Regions from separate parts of the Zea mays genome. Here region 2 is linked to region 1. The links are chromatin contacts, called in public Hi-C maps. All regions are on one chromosome and are shown on one strand. The core of a region is the stretch at or near the end of the contact, and the rest is flanking DNA. Distances in the headings are between cores, read along the strand shown.

Region 1 (6,352 bases), core at 624-3,123:
TACGCAAACAACAATTAAACACCCAATCACTACTAACTCAGACAACACACTAGATCAGCTCCCAGAAGCCCCACCTCCTAGCTCTAGCTAACTGCCCCAGGCCAGGATGAGACCGACTCTGTCCATCAGAGAAATGCAATATCCGAATGATTCCTAGGGGCGGGCAGTACTCATGGATACAACCCTTCATCAACTCCATGGTGTTCTTCATCTTGCTGGAATCCTCCTTCTTGATCAGCCATTCCCACTTCTGCATGAAAGAAATCGCATCATACATGATCATAGTAGCATTGCTTGGAAACTTTTTTCGATTGACATCTTGTTCAGTTACGCCATAAGGCCCAGACTATGCTTGCAAACAGAAAAAGATGAAGGGATTGAGGGATATGTGACTTCATCACATCATCGATAGAGAAAATATCTTCTACCAATCTAGGAGTCCGTCTCCAGTTCAAAATAATGTGAATACAGTTCCAAACATAATTCGCCAACGGGCAAAAGAAAAAAAATGTGGTCAATAGTCTCCGGTTCCCAGCAAAGGGCACATGCACCACTACTTTTCCAACCCTTTTTTTAATTCATGGGTCGCTTGCATTTTTCTGTTGTAAAGTAGCCACAAGAACACCCTGATCTTAAGAGGAACTTTGCATTTCCAGATGATGTTATAAATATTATTCCTGACCCCCCATCAAACATAAACCTGTACAACGACCTAGTAGAGAACATATTAGAGTTCTCTAAGGTCCAGATCACTGTATCTCTCCCATGTGAAATCCCATGATCCTGCATTTCAGATTTAAGAATCTTCCGTTCGCTGAAATCCTTATTAGAAAGTGGTCTCTCAAATTCCAACCAACCATTATCTCCATCGAAGCAATCAACTACAAGGACATCTTCATCCTTGCAAATTTCATATAGATTTGGATATTTGATACTTAGAGGTACCTCTCCCATCCAAGTATCCTTCCAAAACAGAGTGCCTTCTCCGTTTCGGACAATGTTCACTACCCCCATTGGAACAAATGTTTAACTTTGGGAAATTTGGATCCATACCATTAAAAGATCACCACTTTGGATCCATACCATTACTATCTCACTTACATGTGGGTCCACATGAGTCAATGACATGTGGGGTCCATGGTATATATCTAAAGTTTGGATCTTTTAATGGTATAGATCCAATTGTTCCTTAACTTTATGTAATCCTTGCCAAATCTGAGAAGCCCCCCTTGGTTTTAGATTTAAAGAAGTTGATCCCTGTCATATACTTAGCTTTAATGATTTTGTACCACATATCCTCCTATCCCTAAACAATCCTTTAAATCCATTTAACCAATAAGCATTCATTCATTAGCCTAGTATTTATGATACCAAGACCCTCTTGTCTTTAGGTCTAGTAACCATGTCCCATTTCGCCATGTGAGAATTGGAGTTTGTGGTTGTATAATATGTTTGTTGTATATTATTTTCGTGAACATATGTCGTGTGGATCAATTAATATTTAATGTGCAATGTGAATTGAGCAAATTACAAATAAATTTTGTTAAAAAATTTCTTTTCCTGTAAAAAAACAGTAAAACAGTACATTTTCTTGGAAAACCATCGATTTATGATGATTTACCGCTGGTTTTTCATCTATAAAACCTACCAAATTTAGGGCCTGTTTGGTTTGTGACTAAATGTGCCACACTTTGCCTAAGGTTAGTCGTTCGAATTGAATAACTAACTTTAGACAGAAAAGTTAGATAAAATATGACAACGAGGTAGTGAACCAAATAGGCCCTTAGTTTTGTTTAGACTGGACAAATCGGTTAGGCGGATTTTTAGGGGCAAACGGTCTGCTGTCGATACAACAGTTTTCGTTGGGTGCATTTCGCTTTCGCATCGCCCGCATGTGCATCTCGTCCGCCACGGGCCACAGCCGGCCTCACTCCGCAAGTCCGCGACCATGCGGTGCACCCTCTCCGCCCCTCTCCGGCGCTGTCTCTCCTCCACCGGCGCCGCCGATCCTAGCCTAGTCTCTTCAGCTGAGCATGCGTACCGGCTCCTCCGCCGCCACCACTCCGACCCGCAGAGGCTCTCCGCCGCGCTGTCCGCGTCGGGTCTCGACGCCTCCTCGCCGCACCTCCTCGACGCCGTCCTCCGCCGCTGTGGCGCTGCCTCCTCCCTCGCGCTGCACTTCTTCCACTGGTGCTCCCCGTCGCTGCCCTCGCCGCTCCCGTCCTCCCTAGCGCTCCTCGCCAAGTCCTTCTCCCGCGCCTCCTCCGCGCCGTCCCCGTCCCTACTCGCGCCGCTCCCCTCTCAACTCCTTGGCCCCTCCCTCCTCTGCCCCGTCCTGCGCCGCCTCCCGCAACCGCGCCTCCTGCCGTTCGCGCTCTCACTACTCTCCGCCCGCCCCGACCACGACCAGCCCGCCCTCTTTCTTTCCCTCCTCGAGTCCCTCTCCAAGGCCGGCCACGTCCTCACCGCCGAGCAGCTTGTCGAGGAGCTCCAGCCCCGGCTCCCGCTTTCGCTCCGCCACTATACGGCCTTGCTCTACGGATGGTGCCGTCAGGGCAAGCTCGACGAGGCCAAGCACGTGCTCGCTCGCATGAAGGCTGCGGATGTTGCCCTTGACGTCGTCGTATTTAACACCCTGCTCGCTGGCTTCGTCGCGGAAGGGAGATTCGAGGACGCGTTCGAGCTGGCGGGGCAGATGGAGCAGCGTGGCTGTCCACCGAACGCGGTGTCGTACACCACCCTGATTCAGGGGCTTGGCGCGAGGGGGAGAGTTGATGAGGCCATGCGCGTGTTTGTGGAAATGCGAAGGAAGGGGTGCGCGCCCGATGCTGTCACGTACGGCACCCTGGTTAACACGTTTTGCAAGGCTGGCAAGATATCCCAGGGGTACGAGTTCTTGGATGCTATGTCGAGGGATGGCCTGCGGGTGGACGCTGCCGTGTACCATGGTTTCTTTGTAGCACACGAGAAGAAGGAGCAGCTTGAGGAGTGCTTGGAGCTGATGGAGAGGATGCGGGAGTGCCGGTGTCCACCAGATCTCAAGATATACAATGTGGTGATTCGGTTGGCCTGCAGGCTTGGGGAGACCAAGCAAGCCATGACATTGTGGAATGAGATGGAAAGTGCTGGGCTCAGTCCTGTGGTCGATACATTTGCTATCGTGGTGAGTGGCCTTGTTGGGCAGGGTTTGCTGATTGAGGCATGTAGTTATTTTAAAGACATGGTTGGGAGGGGGCTCTTTGTGGTACCGCAATATGGGGTGCTGAAGGACCTCCTCAATGCGTTGGTCAGAGATGAGAAACTTGAGCTTGCAAAGGATGTTTGGAAATGTATTGTGAGCAAAGGCTGTGAGCTCAATGTGAGTGCATGGACTATCTGGATTCATGCACTGTTTGCGAAGAAACATGTCAAGGAGGCCTGCCTGTATTGCTTAGACATGCTAGAGGCAGGACTGATGCCACAGCCTGACACATTTGCAAAGTTGATGAAGGGGCTGAAGAAGTTGTACAACCGTCAGATTGCTGCTGAGATTACTGAGAAGGTTAGGAAGATGGCGGAGGAGAGACATGTTAGCTTTAAGATGTATAAGAGACGTGGGGTGAGGGATCTTGAAGAGAAACTCAAGGCAAAGAGGAGAGGACAGAAAAAGAGGCATCTGCGGCAGCCTGGTCATGGTCAGTCTAGTAGGGATGCTGGCAATTTGGATGCTTCTGATGAAGTAGAATTTTCCGGCTAATTGAAATAGAATTCATTGGGGGCAATGCATCTCTGTTCATTTGAATTGTTTTGGGGAGTGATAGACTTACTAAACAATAAAGGAGTGCTGGTGATCATGCCTTGCCATCATAATATTATTCTTATGCTAAAGATGTATTGGGTTTCAGGCAAGAGCCAAGTGGTACATCGATTACATGTGAAGTTGTGTGCCAAGAGTTACTGACCATGAGGAGGTAACTATTTTCATCCTACCTACACTGTGCAAATTAGAACTTCATTCAGGTGTTTATTGCTGTTTTTGTAGGTAGAAGAATATGACGGGTGATTTATTTGATCTGCACTTAGGCCTTGTTTGGCTGTACCTCAATCCACTCCAATCCACGTGTATTGGGGTGGATTAAGGGGCCGTTCGGTTACTGCAGAATGAAGTCCTGGAACAATTCCTATCCGAATTGTTTCTCTCATTTATATAAATTTTGATTAGCTGGAATAATTCCTGGTGTATTCCTATGCAAACAGGGCCTAAGGGTTTGTCTAGCTACACTGCAATCCATCTCAATCCACATGTGGATTGGGGTGAATTGCAACGTAACCAAATAAGGGCCAAGGTGGAAGCAATGTTTCAGATTATTATCTTTTTTTACTCCTGAAAGCAGTGGGTTTTGAAACCCGTTTTTTTCTTCGAAATGAGGGAAACAGAGATAATCATGTATACGTAAGTTTGGTGCTGGTGCAACCAGTTGGGCCAAAATTTGTAGCTGATGAAGCTTCGTTGTTACTTTTCTTTGACTTGCTTATCTCTTCACTCTTCCATCCGTCCAAGAATTTTTACGAGCCAATCACAGGTGCACACCACTATTGGTGAATACACCAAAAAGAGGGATAAAAGAGGAGAGGGAGGGATTAAATGAGTGACCAAGTGTCCACTTGACCCCTTTTTATAGGGGCTCTGTTTGTTTTCTTTTAAGATTATATAATCGAGCTCATAGATTATATAAGCACCTGATATTCTACTTATGGATTACATAATCTAGGTATCTAGATTACATAATCTATTTAATAATCTGTGTTGTTTGTTTGTCTCTTAACTTATTTAAGCTGGATTATATAATTTAGAGGATAAACAAACGGGACCATAGAAGGGAATTTTGTAGCTGATGAAGCTTCATTGTTACTTCGCGCTTTTACTTGCTTATCCCTTCACTCTTTCTTCCGTCCCTCCAAGAATTTTTATGAGCCAATCACAGGTGCGCACCAATGTTGGTGAGTACGAGAAAATTTTATATTTGGGACTTCAAACAAAAAGATTCATAGTTTTGCCATCTGAATCGTTCGCTTTGCAAAAACAAGATTCATAACATCTTCCAATTGATTTCAATATCATTTCATGTATTTTCTTCTTTTTCCTATTTTTTCAAGTATTTGGAGACCTTGCCCTTAAGTATTTCTACGTTCCAATGGAGCTCGACTGTCGCCTGCTCCCGTGCTCGCCCCGGCCGCCGCCGCCGCATGCGATCCCGCGCTGGCAATGTCAGCCGCCAATCCTTGTGAATTTTTGGTCGTTTGCTCCAATCTTGTGGATTCTGGTCGCTGGTTCCAATCCTAAACTTGCAAAGGTCCACATACCCTGGCCCTGCTATGTAGGAGTCTGCTACGGCGCATGAGCGCGGTCTGAAGTGACGGCTTCGGCCTTATCCGTCTTTGGCGATCGTCCGAGAGAGGTGGCTCCAACAAGAACAAGCACTGAGGTCGGTGCGGGACTCGAGGTGACATCGAGCAGCAGGACGACTCGAGGACGAAGCCCCAGCCATGATTTTGCAGCGCTTAAACGCGATTCATAGCACTAATTGCTGCACGATCAGGGGACAAAGAGACGTTGTTCAGATGCGTACGTAGAAGATAAAATATGTATAAGGGCAAAGTTATCTTTTCAGACTTCAAATACAAGGAAAAATTAGGAAAAAGAAGAAAATAAATAACTAAAATGTATTTAAATAACTGATTTTCACTTTACCTCTAAGAAATTTATTTCAAATGTATGTAAATCTTCAAGTGGATAACTAAGAAATAAATAACTAAAATGAATGATTGGGCATATCTTTTACAAATCCTTTAATCCTAGGGATTAGCTCAGTATCTGAACAGATGCTAACGTGTATGAGCAGTAATTTATTAGGACAATCCTCAGTGTAGTGGTTTTGTGTAGTTCAAATTTAGCAAGAGTAAATTAAGATTCTTCTCCTTACATCAACAACACATTAAGGTGATCCCACAAAGGCACTTCTATTGAAGTGTTCGTAGCTATTGAAATTCCTAACATTGTAAATATAATGAACACCAAGTTGATTGTCATTATGTAGAGCATATCGGACATGGTAAACATAACTGATGTTTTAATACAAAAGCATGGATGCACAAAAACCGTGGCATCAATGGGTTGGTTGACCACACAATCTATGACAAGAAGTGGCTCATCACTTGTCTGAATCTTTGTTTAACTGAAACATCTCGTAGATGTACTGGCAGAGGGGAGAGGCTTTGCAGTAATTTGGAACAGTGAAAGCTCTGCGCAACTTTCTTAGTATCTCCTAAGTTATGTTAGTATATACTATATCTGTTCTCGAATATTTGTCGA
Region 2 (6,210 bases), core at 3,067-5,566, 630 kb after region 1:
GCGTTCCTCCACCGCCGCCACCGCCTCCCACTCTGCAGGAGCTAATGGCTCAGCAGAATGAGATCTTGAGGCAGCTAGCTCAGCGTCAGCCACCACCTCAGCACTATGGTGGTCGAGATCATCAGCGTCACCCCGCGGCAGCTACCTACCAGGAGTTCCTCAATACCCATCCTCCATTATTCACCAGGGCAGAGGACCCACTTGATGCTGATGTATGGTTGAGAGTAGTGGAATCCAAATGCCCGCTACTCCATGGAGTTTTCTCAGAGGTCACTAAGGTCAGGTTCGCCACCCACCAGCTTCGCGGACCCGCAAGGACTTGGTGGGACCATTTTCTTGCTATGCAGCCAGATGACCGAGAGGTGGAATGGAGAGAGTTCAAGGCAGCTTTCAGGGGCACCATATACCAGCCGGAATTATGGACCGAAAGCTCAACGAGTTTCTGGCACTCACTCAGGGCAACAGGACAGTGTTGCAGTATGCTCAGGCTTTTAATGACCTGTGCCAGTATGCTAGATATCATGCAGACACAGACGAGAAGAAGAGAGACAGGTTCAGGAGGGGGCTCAGCACTAAGCTCCGTGACCATCTCAACACCGTCAGGGCCAACAGCTATAATGAGTTGGTCAACATGGCCATCTCCCAGGAGGACTGTATCACAGCTCGTCAGGCAGAAAAGAAAAGGAAGATCCCTGTGGCAGGACCTTCAGCTCAGCCACAACGTTTCAGGATTGTGTCTGACACCCAGAGCAGGGGACCTCAGCAACAGCAAGGGCGTTGGGTGATCCGACCACAGCAGCAGCAGCAGTAGGCACCCAACTGCACCCAGTTTCCAGCTCAGAGGAACAATCAACAGCAGCAGCAGTATCGCCAGGCAAATGACAACAGGTGTTTCACATGCGGCAACACCGGACATTATGCCAAGAATTGCCCCAGGAACCAGCAGAGACAGGAGCAGAATGTTAATCAGAATCAAGGCAAGAGACAGAAGGTGCAAGTGAGGCAGGGCAGGCTGAACTTCACCACCATGGCTGATATTCCAGAGGGAGCACCCATCATGACTGGTATCTTTACAGTTTTGAATTATCCTGCTATTATTCTTTTTGATTCTGGTGCATCGCATAGTTTTATCAGTGCCAAATTTAGTGCCAAGTGTCAGTTACCTTTTCACCACACCAATGGGGGTATCACAATTTCGACACCAGGAGGCAGGGTTGCCACCTATCAAGTCAACAGGCAAGTGCCTATAAAATTTGGTAGTCTTGTGATTAGAACCACCCTTCTCATCTTAGGATTGGATAGCGTGGATATTATATTAGGAACTGACTGGTTGGCCAGGCATCAGGCAGTATTGGATATTGCAGCGAGGGCCATTGAAATTCACTCCCCTGCTTATGGCGAGACTGTTTTATATTTGCCTGATCAAGGTTGTACCCGTTCTTGTGCTTTCGTTATGATAGAATCCCCAGTGGAAAAGATCCCAGTGGTTTGTGACTACCCAGATGTATTTCTGGATGAATTGCTAGGAATGCCACCTGACAGAGACATTGAGTTCGCCATTGAATTGCAGCCCGGGACTGCTCCTATCTCCAAGAGACCCTATAGGATGCCTCCCGCGGAATTGGCAGAATTGAAAAAGCAACTGCAGGAATTGTTGGACAAGGGGTTCCCCATCTCTCTATTTATTTATCGTTAGTTTTATTCCGCTGCACTCGAACAATGATGACTACTTTTGCAAAACTCCGATGGTGATGTAATAATTTAATACTCTTATATGCATGGTTTTATGCTTTATTGTATTTGCTCTGTGACTCACCATCGAGTGAGATTGTGGTACTTGATCCTGTCAGTGGCCTTGTCGGACTAGATTCGAGGGATTGACGGGTTATTCCCATTTAAGTGTGGTCTAGCCTCTAAGGTGGGACTTAGGCACTTAAGTTGGAATAATTCGGGCAGTTCCGCCACACGTTCCGCCACCCGGCCGGAGAATTTCCTCTCCGACAGATCCAATGATCATTTTGAATACCACTGTCTTTTTCTTTAGAGTCCTTTTCCCGTTTGCGAGGAATCTCCACAAGTTGGAGCCTCTCGCCCTTACAATATTGATCACAAGAGAAGCACAAGAGTAAGGTAGGGAAAGCAACATACAAGACTCAAATTGCAGCAAACACACGCACACAAGCCAAGACGTGAGCACAAAACACAGTGCAGGGAGTTCACAACTCAAATGGTGCTCAGATATCTAACACAGTGATTTAAATGCGTGGCGGCGGAGTCTAGGCGTCTTAGAATGATCCGAGAATGCTTGGTGTAGTGCTCCATGCGCCTAGGGGTCCCTTTTATAGCCCCAAGGCAGCTAGGAGCCGTTGGAGATCAAATAGGAAGGCAATTCTTGCCTTTTGTCGGGTGGTGCACCGAACGGTCGGTGCACCACCGGACATGAACAGTTCATGTCTGGTGCTCGATCTCCTTCCTTTTCTCGCGAAGCCGACCGTTGCGCCCTCGGCCCTCTTGGCGCACCGGACACTGTCCGGTGCGACCAAGTGATCGTTGGCCCAGGCCACGCGTCGCCCGCTGATTGCGCTGCCGACCGTTGGCTGTGGGCACTGTTGGCTCACCGGACAGTCTGGTGCATACCGGACAGTCCGGTGAAATATAGCCGTGGCGCCTTTGCTTTTTTCCCGAGAGCGACGAGTTCGTCGCCGGGCCAGCCTGGGCACCGAACATTATCCGGTGCACCAAAGGCTGGTGTTGGTTTTGCTGAACTTAGCCAAAACTTCTCCTTGATTATTGATTTTGTGCTTCTCAACCACTTAGCACATATTAACTTAAAACCATGTGTTGGACATCTAATTACCAAAACATTTATAGAAATGGCCCAAGGGCACATTTCCCTTTTAGTAACATCGACGTCAATAATGATGATGCTAAGGTAAGGGTCTATTTTCTGAATTGAAACTGAAAAGGCATATTTATGAGAAACTTTTGTAAAAAAGCTAAAACACCAAAAAGACGACCACCTTGCCTCTACTCGTAGCAATACATACAATAAATCAAATAATGAATATGCTAACATTACACCAAAGCATATGAACAAACTGTGTAAGAATATTCTATGCATCGCTACGAGATCGTAGGTTCGAGAACCACAAAATTCGGAGTTAAAACACCAAAGTTATGAATTTTCTGAGTTTCTAAGTATTTCATTATTAATTTTACAATTAAAAACGTTTTCCAGATATTTTCCATAAATTTCCTAATTTATTTTATTTGTTTTTCTATGAAGAAGGACAACGAGTGCTAAATCCTAGGAACTCGAGGCTTTCTCTGCAAATTGTTAGGACTTAGATTCAATAATCTAATACTACACTGAACTGTGGATTATTCTAAAAATAGATCAGGGACTCTTTCGTAAGTGTATGCGGTCGAAGGGGTATAGGTATATCAGCGTCATTCGATCTGAATCGACAACATCGATTAAACGTTTCTCAGCTTGAACCGGTACGCGATGACCGCCCTAGGATCGAGGATGAACAACCACGATTTAATGAAGTGGGATTCGATCAGAACCACCCGATCTGATCCAGTGACCCGGATTGAAACGTGCGAAGGGTGATTCTACGTCTAATAACAGTCACATGTGCTCGGATCAACACTCCACACAGCTCCCACGCTTCGGGGCTGTGGTGCCCGATTCCCAAAGTCAACTAGGTGATAAATGATGCAGGTGCTAAGGCGAAATCGATATGGGTGCTCTTACCGAGGATTACATCGCGTCGTCCTCCGCCCATCGAGAAGTGCGTTCCGCAGTGGCGCTCCCGTCACCGGCGACGAATTGCCATGGCTCTGTGGTCCCGCACACTCCACTGCTTCCCCGAGCACGCACCATACACCTGACAGAACGCCTTCAGTCACATTGGGGATTCTGGATGGTGGCGGAGGCGAATGATGTCGACGACGGCTATCCTTCTCCCTTTCTCCCTCTCTGATCCTCACCGAAGGTGCTCTCCAATTGGGTCGTCGCGATGGTTCGATTTGATGGATGAGGAGGTGGTTCAGGGCTTATATATACACCCTGCGAGGCGAATCGGATAATAACCAGCCGATCACAACCGGCCGCGCGGATCCTGGGTTTGCTGTAATCGCCCAGCGATGGACTTCGATGAGGATGACGTACCTGGCGCGCTGGTCCCTCATGTAAGCGAAGCAAGGACGCGATCGTAGTCTCCCATCGCGTGTCGCTGGCTAAGTAGGCTCACGAGTCAAGCATGCACGATAGGAGAGGATTACGATCCAGCCCTAGCTATCGGTGCACGGGAGAGAGTGGTCGGCAGGGCTGAGGGACTAGCGGGTGGGGTCCACGCCCACCACCGGTAGCTGAGCTGGGTTGAATGGGCCACGCAGGAAGTTGGGTAGTTGGACCAAGAGAGGGAAATTCGGTCCAGAGGCACATTTCTTCCTTCTTTTTCTATTTTATTTTCTATTTTCAGATTTCATTATCTTATTTTTAACTCAAATTTGCTTTTGAATTTCAAACTTTTAAAATCTAATGCACGGACAATAATAAAACTCCAGCATGCATAGTCTTTTATTATTCTTTTAAGTCAATGCTTCAACTACGCAATGTACACAAAATTTATATTTAAAGAAAATATAGTCTAGTTAAAAGTGTGTTCAAAATTCAATAATTTATCACTTATTTGTGTTAAAGGTAAATAAAATCTTTAATAAGAGATCGTTTAACTTATTTCTTTTAAAGATTATGTTTAAATATATAATTTAACAAGGATACAAAGGATCTTTTCATTTGACTTTTTATTATAAAATATATTTATTTTAGGGGATACAACTTTAAGGGTAAGAAACGTTTCATTAAAAGGTATTCTAACTCCAAACCTTTGGAGAATTTTACCAAATTTCCAAGTTAAGTTTTTGAGGTGTTACAATGAGAAAAACAGTGGTGTCGTAGAAACATAAGTATCAATAGATGATGCTCAAATGGACAGCGATGTTTCACTGGCTACACCAATCTATTGATGGTGGACTCGCAGGCAAATGCCTGCCAGGCAACTCATCCTGGCCCCAGGCGTAGGAAATCCAACGCTTGGTGCCTGGGCCAGGCAACTTTTTGTGGCCACCATCCAAACAAGCCCTCAATTTCCTTTTCAACTTGTAGAATTTGTTTAAATATTGATTTTTTTTCTTTTTCAACTTTTCCTTTGCCTTTGCAGGGACCTAAAAACATTGATGATATGACCATTTGATACTTCCTCTAGAAGCCCAATTGTTGCTACATGGGAAGGCTATTTTGTTATTTTGGGGTGAACGTGGTTTACACTTGGTCACTTGCTAAAATTATTTGGTTAAACTGTGCAAATTGATGTCTGTGATATTGGCCGTTTACTGAGGTTATTTTGGTTGTTTGGAGCATGAACGCTATACAAAATATTTAAGGCCCTATTTGGATGCTTAGAATTGAATTTCATTCTAATAATCCTAATTTAGACACACATCAATTAAGAAAATACGGTTTTATACGGAATATATTTGTGTACTATTGTTAACCATATAGAGAAGATATGTATATGCTACATTTCTACTATAGGAGAGCGACCCTAAGAATGACATAACCTTACTTCAAAAAAAAAGAATGACATAACCTAGAGATACATAAATATATAAATCAATTTCCATCCCTCCACTCTATAATTTATGATAGTCTTATTTCACCGAATCTGGGCTTTATTTGGGCTATGATCTTCCTTTGGACTAACAACTGCTATACGTGGAGAAAGTTGAGAGGAGCAGCAGCCACTAGATGTGAATTGAGTGGCATCCGGAAGGCAAAAGTCACCCGTGACTTTTCTTCAGAAAGTCACGAAATCTGAACCGGAAGCCAATACCAGGAAGAACCTGAACTAGTTATTTGTAGTACGAACTATACTAGCTAAGTATAAAAGCTTCAAGAGATCGACACCGGTTCCTCGAAATCGCCTGTAGATTAGCCTCGCTGTTCTGTAGATGGGAACGAAGCCTCCAGAACCGTGTGGGGCTCGGGGTTGGGAGGACCAATGAGATTTTTTTTTCTAGAATCTGTTTGGGTAGCTCCCTTAACTTTGGGTTCATATAAAATAGTTTCATTTTACAAGAACATCGACAGCCTGCAGCGGCAGTGGTTGTAAATTTCAGCCGAACATGCCATTGTTTCCA

What was found. Hi-C and Micro-C count contacts between places; a contact is called where the count stands out from the background.
Region 2: a Hi-C map of tassel shows a contact between it and region 1, with 2.4 times the contacts expected there. The contact joins the enhancer-like site here to the promoter of LOC103643953 in region 1. A contact is called at or near these places in 2 of 25 Hi-C or Micro-C datasets (bundle sheath and tassel).

Annotation. Positions count from the first base shown.
Region 1 is chr1:278,569,069-278,575,420 of Zm-B73-REFERENCE-NAM-5.0, forward strand. It overlaps LOC103643953 (pentatricopeptide repeat-containing protein At3g49730), which reads left to right and starts at 1,874. Exons shown (of 4, transcript XM_020546911.3): 1 at 1,874-3,950. The coding sequence starts at 1,949. The coding sequence ends at 3,736.
Region 2 is chr1:279,193,330-279,199,539 of Zm-B73-REFERENCE-NAM-5.0, forward strand. No RefSeq gene overlaps it. Among protein-coding and RNA genes, the nearest start is that of LOC103643958, 35 kb to the right of the region's middle. Within about 2 kb of position 4,317, at least 19 of the 20 cell types and tissues checked have an H3K27ac peak or open chromatin away from gene starts, as enhancers often do. A contact at or near this core is called in bundle sheath and tassel, where this site is marked.